Linked DNA regions of Mus musculus: region 2 is linked to region 1. The links are chromatin contacts, called in public Hi-C maps. All regions are on one chromosome and are shown on one strand. Each heading gives the region's core, a stretch centred on a gene start, on an enhancer-like site or on the middle of the called end of the contact. The rest is flanking DNA. Distances are from core to core; before and after follow the strand shown. Region 1 overlaps Gm33459 (a long non-coding RNA gene). Region 2 overlaps Gm33562 (a long non-coding RNA gene).

Region 1 (3,776 bases), core at 527-3,026:
TCAGACTTGGAAAAGTTGGTCCCTCATCGGTGGAACTCTTCTGGAAGGATTTAGAGGAATGGCCTTATTGGAGAAGTCATGTCCCTGGGTGGTGGGTGGGGGGACTTTGGGATTTCAAAATCCCATGCCATTACCAGTTAGCTCTCTCTGATATGAGCTCATAGCTGTTTCTGCTGCCATGTCTTCTCGCCACCATTGTGGAGTCTAACCTTCTGGAACCATAAGCCCAATTAGATGCTTTCTTTTATAAGTTGCCTTGGTCATGGTGTTTTATCCCAGCAATAAAAAAGTAACTAAACAATCCTCAACACTTGGCTTTAACAATGTCCTAGCAAAACAAAATTTCAGGCACCCTGTGCTTCCCAGCTCTTCATTCTTTTGCTCTATTTCCATGATTTTGTTGTTGTTCTTGTTGATCCAAGAGTCATCACAATAAGATAAAAGGTATGATCCTCTTCCTATGTATACATCAGCCAGGGGACACTGACCTGAGAGTCAGAGGATATCTGAGTTTGGGGCAGTCAGTGGTAGTGTACCTGATAATTGGAGGTGGGGATGCTCACACAGTTGTACTGGGCTGCAACCCTACCCAAAAGTCAATGAGCCACAAAGTCACTCTGAAGTGACTGGCTCAGATAAGGCTGGTGCGGGGGATGGGAAGTGAATGGAGCTTTATAAAAAATAAACTGAGGAGTGTAGGGTGTTTCTCACTGACTCTGGATTTCTAGGACGAGTGTGATAAAGATGCCTGAGGAAAGGAAGGGTTGGAGAGCTGCAGACTTCCCTCATTTTACGAAGGCAGGCTGTGATAGATTTCTTAATGAGCTTGCAGCCCCAGAAGAGGAACAACAATATGAACTAACCAGTACCCCCAGAGCTCTCAGGGACTAAATCCAACCAAAGAGTACACATGGATGGACCCATGGCTCCAGCTGCATATGTAGCAGAGGATAGCCTTGTTAGATATCAATGGGCGAAGAAGCCCTTGGTCCTGAGAAGGCTTGATGCCCCAGTGTGGGGGAATGCCAGGACAGGGAAGTGGGAGTGGTTGAGTTGGTGAGTAGGGGGAGGAGGCATGGGATAGGAGATTTTCAGAGGGGAAACCAGGAAGGAGGATAACATTTGAAATGCAAATAAAGAAAATATCTAATAAAAAAATGAGGACACTGAGTAAAGCTGCTTGCTGGGTTTCAGGATGAGACTCTGAGCCTATTCAGTCACGTGAATTCATGTTTTTCCTTTTCTCAAGATTTAAAAAATATATATGTGGGTGTGTACATGTGTGTTTGCTTGTGCCTGCAGATATTAGAGGACGGCAGGAGCTAGAGTTATGGATGGTTGTGAGCTGCCGAGTGTAGGTGCTGGGAACTGAGTTTAGTTCCTCTACAAGAGCCCCAAGTTCTCTTAACTGCTGAGCCATCTCCCCAACCACCTCATATATAGTTTATTTATAATCCTTCATTTAGATTGGTGTGCAAACAGGACCCATGTTTAAAGAGAGTTGGTCTCCTTAGAACGAGATGGTAAAAAGTTGTACTGGAGTTTAATAGGTCGCCTTTGGTTTCCAGTACAGTTCAAAGCCCCCTCCCCTCCGTGGGGCTCTGCTGAAGCATTGCTTCCCTCTGGTAGTCTCCTTCCCTAGTGGAGACTGCGGTTTCCTCCTTTTCATAGCTGAGAAGGATTCTGCTGGGGAAGTGAGCTAACAGAGCTGCTAAGATGGTTCAGGGCTAAGGGCATTTGCCCCAAGCCTGAGGACCTGGGTTTGATCCCTGGAATTCAAATGGCATAAGGTAAGAAACTTCTCCTGGAAGTTGCCCTCTGACCTTAACACACACCCTGTGACACACCCACATTTCCTCACTTCTTGAAAACAAATAAAGGTAAAAAGTGGACTAATGAACGGCTAAAATTCAAAGACAAATAAAAATTGCCTGTCTTTGTAGGTAGTTTCATAATCTATTTGTCAAGCCCTTGTTTAATGAACCCCAGGTAATATTTCTTTGAAGAGAAAGGGGAAAATTTTCCCAACAAAATGACAAATTAGAGTAATGCATTTGAGACTCTTATTTTGAAATTTACTTTGAAAATAATAGTACTTACTTATCATTTTAATAACCTACTTAATTTCCTCTTGAGTGTCTGTCTATCTCTATATAACTAAAATATATGCTTCTATCAAACATTTACCTATCAGCTATATCATTCATCTATCATGTCTATGTTTGGCATTATCTGTTTACCTACTTAATTATCCATCATCTCTTTCTCTCATCTCTGTATGCATATCAGATGTCTATCAATCAATTATCTTTTATTTATTATCCATTTATCATCTATCAGTCTATCATCTACATATCTGTCTGTCTGTCTATCTGTATCAATCATTATCTTGCATTATCTTCCCTTCTCTTATCCTCCTCCCCCTCCCCCTGTCCTCTTCTTTCTCCTCTTCCTCCTTCTCTTCTTGCTCTTCCTCCTCCTTCTTTTTCTTTTATTGATTTCTGCTCCAGGCAGACTCATTTTGAAGCTTGGCTCTTGCCTCTTCTCTGCAGCCACCTTATAGGCAAAAGCTTAAGCTCCTTCCAATAATCACTCCTAGGTAGAAGTCCAAGAACACCGCAATTAAAGTATCAAATTTCAGAGGCTGAACCAATTAGAACCAAGAGAACTTTTGCTTGCTTTTATGTTTTGGTGTATCTGACCATTTATATTCATAGAATCCCAATTTGACATTCTTTTAATACTTCCTCTCTTGCAGCCCGAGAGGTCTTAAACTTCCAGTGTGGATGGCTAGTCCTCACTTCTTTATCCAGGCAACACACAGCACGGATGGACAGAAAACCAAACACCTTTGCCAAGAACAATTACTGAGGGTGTGAAACGATGAAGACATAGAGAATACTGCTGCATAGAAATGTTCACAGTTCTTCAATTTCCAAAAGGAATTCAGAGGGAGAACTTGGATTAATGTAAATAATGTGATTTTTTTGAAATACAAATGAATATTGATTGAGAGGGTTGAAATGGGACAAGAGAGTGAAGACCAGCCAAACCCAAACACCTACAGAGAGCACACAGATATGAATGTTAGGGGCCCTTTCTGAGGTCTCTCTCTTTGGAGTGTAGATACAGCTGATACATAACCATCAGGAGCTCAGGTGGGATCCACAGTCATAGGACACCCAAGAGGAAAGAGCAAAATCAAACATAAAGGCTCCCATCTTATGAACAAGAGGCTTTTGCAACCTTCACTAATTTGTAGGGAGAAATACAAATGCAATCTAAACATGATTAAATATCCAAGGTGATCACCAAATTGAAAATGAATTATCAAAAGTTCAGATACCTTTGTCTTGCTACCCAGTCCACCCTTGTTTATTTTTAAACCTTGCAAAGCTGAGTTCTTTGCCTGTGCTCCAAGGTCTCAAGCCTTTCTCAGGTCCGCGGAGAGGCTGTGCAGCAAGGATAAACAAAACAGTCCACAGCACAGAAGATATCCTGGGAGCACCACGAGGCTTGAGAGTGAAAGGTATCGGGAAAGGAGTTTTCTCTTTCGGTTAACAGCTGCTTAAGCTGCTATCTGGGGAATGCTTTTACAGAAAAACCCAGGTCAACCTATACCAGGTCAACTCCCTGCCTTGGAGAATGAACATACGGGATCCCATTCAGCACAAAATGCAACACTCTTCACACAGAAATCAATCAATATATGCTGTTGGCTGGTGCCCGAGTTTACTTAATGTCTCCCCTTTTATGTGGCTCAAACTGCTTTGACA
Region 2 (4,400 bases), core at 921-3,420, 270 kb before region 1:
AGCTGGTCTTTGCTACTTTGTGGGTTATTTATCCCATCACCAAGTTTCACTCCCTATCACTAGATAGGAGGGAAAGAAGGATAGATAGATAGATATATCCTGAATCTAATTTCTTTCTTTCCTTCTTTAAGCATGACTATTAACAAACTGAAATAACAACCAACCAACAACCAATCTACTAGAGCTCTGGCATTTATATATCCCCTGAAAGTTCCCAGAATTTCAAACGTCACACAATCTCAGAAATTATCTACAGCTGGCAAAACCACTCCTCTGGTTGAGCACGAGGTAAATCATAGTCAGCTGCTGTGGTCAGTCTGAAGTAGCCCCACATCCCTACACCTGGGATTAAAATGAAAGCACATTCTTACAATATTTCTATGTTTTCGAAAGAAAGCAGAATTCCAAAGTTGTCACTTCATGTCTGTGTGACTGAATGCCTCATGCATGCTGGTGCCTCAGGAGGCCAGAAGAGATCATCAGAACACTTGGTGGTTGTGAGCCACCTGATGTGGACACTAGGAATCACACTCTGGTCTTGAGCTCTTAACTGTGGAGTCACCTTCCAGGCTGCTGCCTGTCCCTGATTTTTATTTTAATTGACGAAAGAAAGAAGGTAGATGCCCCAACACTGCCATTAAGCCTGCATGGAGCAGGGTTTGTGGCCAGTGCATGCATGTGTGCCGGCCTGAAGTTGAAACCTAAAGTCTTCTTCAGTTGCTCTCAACTATAGTTTTTGAGACAAGGTTTCTCACTAAACCTGAAGCTCACTGATGCAATTGGACGTGCTGGCCAGAGGTCCCCAGGTATCTACCTGTTTCCTTCTTCCCAGAGCTGGGATTACACACTCATGGGGATCCGAACTCAGCTGTTCTCTAGCCTCCCCGAAGTTGCTTCTTGAAACAGCCTGTGCAGGGACCAAGTTCAGATTCTCCCTTCCCTTCCCTTTCCCCTCTCTGTCTCCCATTTCTCATCTCTCTTTCCTTTCCCTCTATTTGTCTCCTTACCCACAGACATTTCTCTTAAGCACTGGAGACAGAGCATCTTTGGAAAAATGTAAATGAAAAGAAAGCAAGACACCTTTTGGTCCTGTAAACATGACCGATGATTTAAATAAGGCTCCTTTAAAGGTGAAATAAGGAAATGGAAATTATATCAGATTTCTGTGGCATAATTCAAAACTGCTGGCACCTTTGGAAGTAAATGTATTTTCCTTCATAGCAAGACACGTTTTCAAAATAGAGTAGTTGTTACATATAAATGCATCCCTCCCCCTTGGAAGCATGGCCACAGCAGCAAAGAAATTGCCCTACCTTGACCTCTACGTGATTTCCATGGCTGCTCTGAGCCCTTAATGACTGGCCATTCGGGAGGGATCAATCCAGTCCCCTGCTGCTGTGGGAGTAAAAGGACAAACTGAGAAGCCATTTGTATCATTTTACAGAGAAAAGGGTTAAAGATGGCAAAGTGAGGACTTTTTAAAGACAGCTCCCAGGAACGTTAAGACCCTGAATATCTGGCCTGGCCCATGACTCGAAACCTCACTGGCTATGCTCCTCCTGTCATGATAATCGGTGTCTGCTGACCACTCATTTCAAGCAATTATTTTGTACCTTGGATTTTCCCCTAATCCCAGCTGTTTGTGTCACATCTGCATCCATGCAGCACCGGACCTTTCTTTAGCTTCTTCTCACATTTCTGGGAGCAGTGGGCGAATGTGGCTTTGACTCTTGCATTGGTGGGTCTGATCACATGATCCAATCTGCCCCCATCCCCTCAATAGGCTGGTCATAGAGTAAGGCTGTTTCCACCAACCATCTCCATTAATTAATTAGTGTATTTAGTGGTGGCCAGAGGCCTGCTCATCTCAAAGCTCACAGAGCATACCAATGCTGAGCGATGGCCTTGGTGACAGCCCATCTGTATTCCAGTTGGCCTTTGTGTGTGTGTGCATGTCACTTGTGTGCATATGTGTTCATGTGTGTGGTGCATGTGTATGTGTGCATGTGGGAGTCAGAGAGTGACATCAGCTCAGGTGTCTTTCTCAATCATTCTGCACACACCCTGCTTTTTGAGATAAGGTCTCTGATGAACTCAGGTCTTCATGTCCCTGTGATGGGAAGCATCTAGACTGAGCCATCTCCCAAGGTTCCAAAGTTCTCCTCCTTTTTTGTGGCATGTTGCAATCTGACAGGCTCATGACAAATAGGGATTGGCCAAGCTTGGCTCTTGCTAACACCCATGAGGTGTGATGTAATAGTTCATAGATCCAGCAGCACAAGTCTCAGTTTCCAATGTTCTGTGGTTTCCTCCCGTTGTTTCTGCAAGGGGCTCTGGCTGAATCCTTGAGGTGTTTGTAAAGCTCTCCTCTCACAGATGTGATAATTTGTACTGTGGAGCTGGGGGCTTCTTGGATCTTCTGGGTTTAGTTGTGGTTTGTCACCTTGCTGCAAAACCTTTGAACAGTGTCCTCAAATGGTTCCTCATTACTTAAAAGTTCCAATTCTGTGAACGAATACGTGTCCCAACAACCTCACACAAGCCACTTGTGTTTCTGAGAAAATGAACCAGAGAACTTCTTGCTCAACTATTTTGGCAATAAAAAACATATCATAAATGAGAGGGGAGAAGAATATTGTTTGCTAAAGGACTGCTGGGTGAACTGCCTCTTGGCCTTTTGATAGTGTCTTTGATATGGAAATGGACAGCTGCTTGACCTTCTGTTCAGTGGCCCTTTTTGTGCAAAGTCAAATTGCAGCCCCTCACAGCAGCAATGCACCTATGGACACAAACAGGATTTCTATTTTTTTTTCCTCCTATGCCTCCTCCCCCCACCCCCACAATTGTTACTACAAACATTTTTTTTTCACTATTCACACGAAAGACATCATGCTTAAGGGGAAAAAAGGCATCAAAACATTGGTGACTCGAAATGATTTCAAAGCACCCGTGACTTGTTTGTCGTCAGGTCTGCACTCTATCAGCGCCTTTTAAACGCATTGCAATGTGAAAAAAGCACAAGGAAAAAAATGATTATTCATGAATGAAGGTTGGGGATCCTCAGGTTCTCATTCTCCTCTTGCATTTGAAAGGCAGAGCAGGGGAAAATATCTCTTGTGAAAGAAAGAAGGAGGAGGAGGAGGAGGAGGAGGAAAAGAAGAAGAAGAAGAAGGAGGAGAAGAAGAAGAAGAAGAAGAAGAAGAAGAAGAAGAAGAACCACCACCACCACCACCACAACAGAGTAAGTCTATTTTATGTATTAGAAATGGGAGTATATAAACAAATGCCTTTATGCACTCTTTAGGGTCTTTTGACAACAGGAATTAGTGTCTGGAAGTGCTGTGCTGTAGGCCACACTGGAAAGAACAAACTGTTGGTCCCCCGTGCCACACAACAAGCCATTCTCTCTTCCTTGTGCTCTCTCTACCCTAACTGGGCAATGAAGAACATCTTTAGCTTAGAGAAAGTTCAGGACCATGTTGAGAGAAGTGGCTGGGCATCCAGCTGCTGCCCTGCCATGGATGCCACTGCTTTGATGGCCTACAAGGCCAGGATGCAGAGAGGCTGGCTTCCTACCCTGTGACCCACGCATGGTGTCTGTGCTTCAGGCGTAGGTAGGTCCTGAGTGGTAGTGGAGAAGCCACTCCTTCCCTGGGATGGACAAGGGAATGGAAGAAAGTAAAGATGTAGATCAGAGGGTTTCCATGGGAGTAGATTCCGAGGCACTGACTGTGTGCCTGGCTCGTTAGTCACTTTATTTTATTACTTTTTTTTAATGAAAAAAATTTAGGGCCAGTGCTATGGCTCGGTAGGTAAAGGCACTTGCTGTTGATCCAGATGACCTAATTTTGATTTTTTGTGTCTTCCATGGTGAAAGGAGAAAACTGACTCCCTCAAACTGTTCTCTGACCTCCACATGTGGGTTTTGTTATGTATGCAAACACACACACACACACACACACACACACACACACACACACTGTAATAAAGTATGTGTGTGTATGTGTGTTGTATTTGTGGTGTATGGCTGTGGATATGAGTGTGCCTGCATGTGTGTACATCTGCATTAGGTCTTTCCTTGATTATTCTCCACTTTTGTTTTTTGAGACAGGCTCTCTCAGTAGACCTGCTATGCGGGCTGGCAATGAGCTTCAAGGATTTGTCTCTACTTCCCAGTATCGGGGTTGTGGCAATGAACAACGATACTCAGATTTTTTTTCCCTGTAGGTTCTGAGAATTCAACTCAGCCTCTCATGTTTGCAGAGCATTGTGTTTACAATGCGTGCCCAGCTTACCAGTCACTTTAATCCCACATGAGTTCCAAGAGGCTGGATGTCAAGAGTGGCGGGGACAGGCTCCGGGAATGGGCAATCCTAGCTTCAGATTCAGGGAGCCATTCT

The links. Hi-C and Micro-C count contacts between places; a contact is called where the count stands out from the background.
Region 2: a Hi-C map of liver shows a contact between it and region 1, with 21 times the contacts expected there. The contact joins two enhancer-like sites. A contact is called at or near these places in 3 of 39 promoter capture datasets (embryonic stem cells and liver) and 8 of 484 Hi-C or Micro-C datasets (all in liver).

Annotation. Positions count from the first base shown.
Region 1 is chr9:74,520,666-74,524,441 of GRCm38.p6, reverse strand. Gm33459 (a long non-coding RNA gene) reads left to right here. Exons shown (of 2, transcript XR_379628.2): 2 at 2,759-3,776. Among named protein-coding and RNA genes, the nearest start is that of Gm33459, 6.1 kb to the left of the region's middle. Within about 2 kb of position 1,776, at least 3 of the 459 cell types and tissues checked have an H3K27ac peak or open chromatin away from gene starts, as enhancers often do. A contact at or near this core is called in liver, where this site is marked.
Region 2 is chr9:74,791,366-74,795,765 of GRCm38.p6, reverse strand. It overlaps Gm33562 (a long non-coding RNA gene), which reads left to right. Exons shown (of 4, transcript XR_870924.1): 4 at 3,093-3,184. Among named protein-coding and RNA genes, the nearest start is that of Gm22315, 11 kb to the right of the region's middle. Within about 2 kb of position 2,170, at least 4 of the 459 cell types and tissues checked have an H3K27ac peak or open chromatin away from gene starts, as enhancers often do. A contact at or near this core is called in liver, where this site is marked.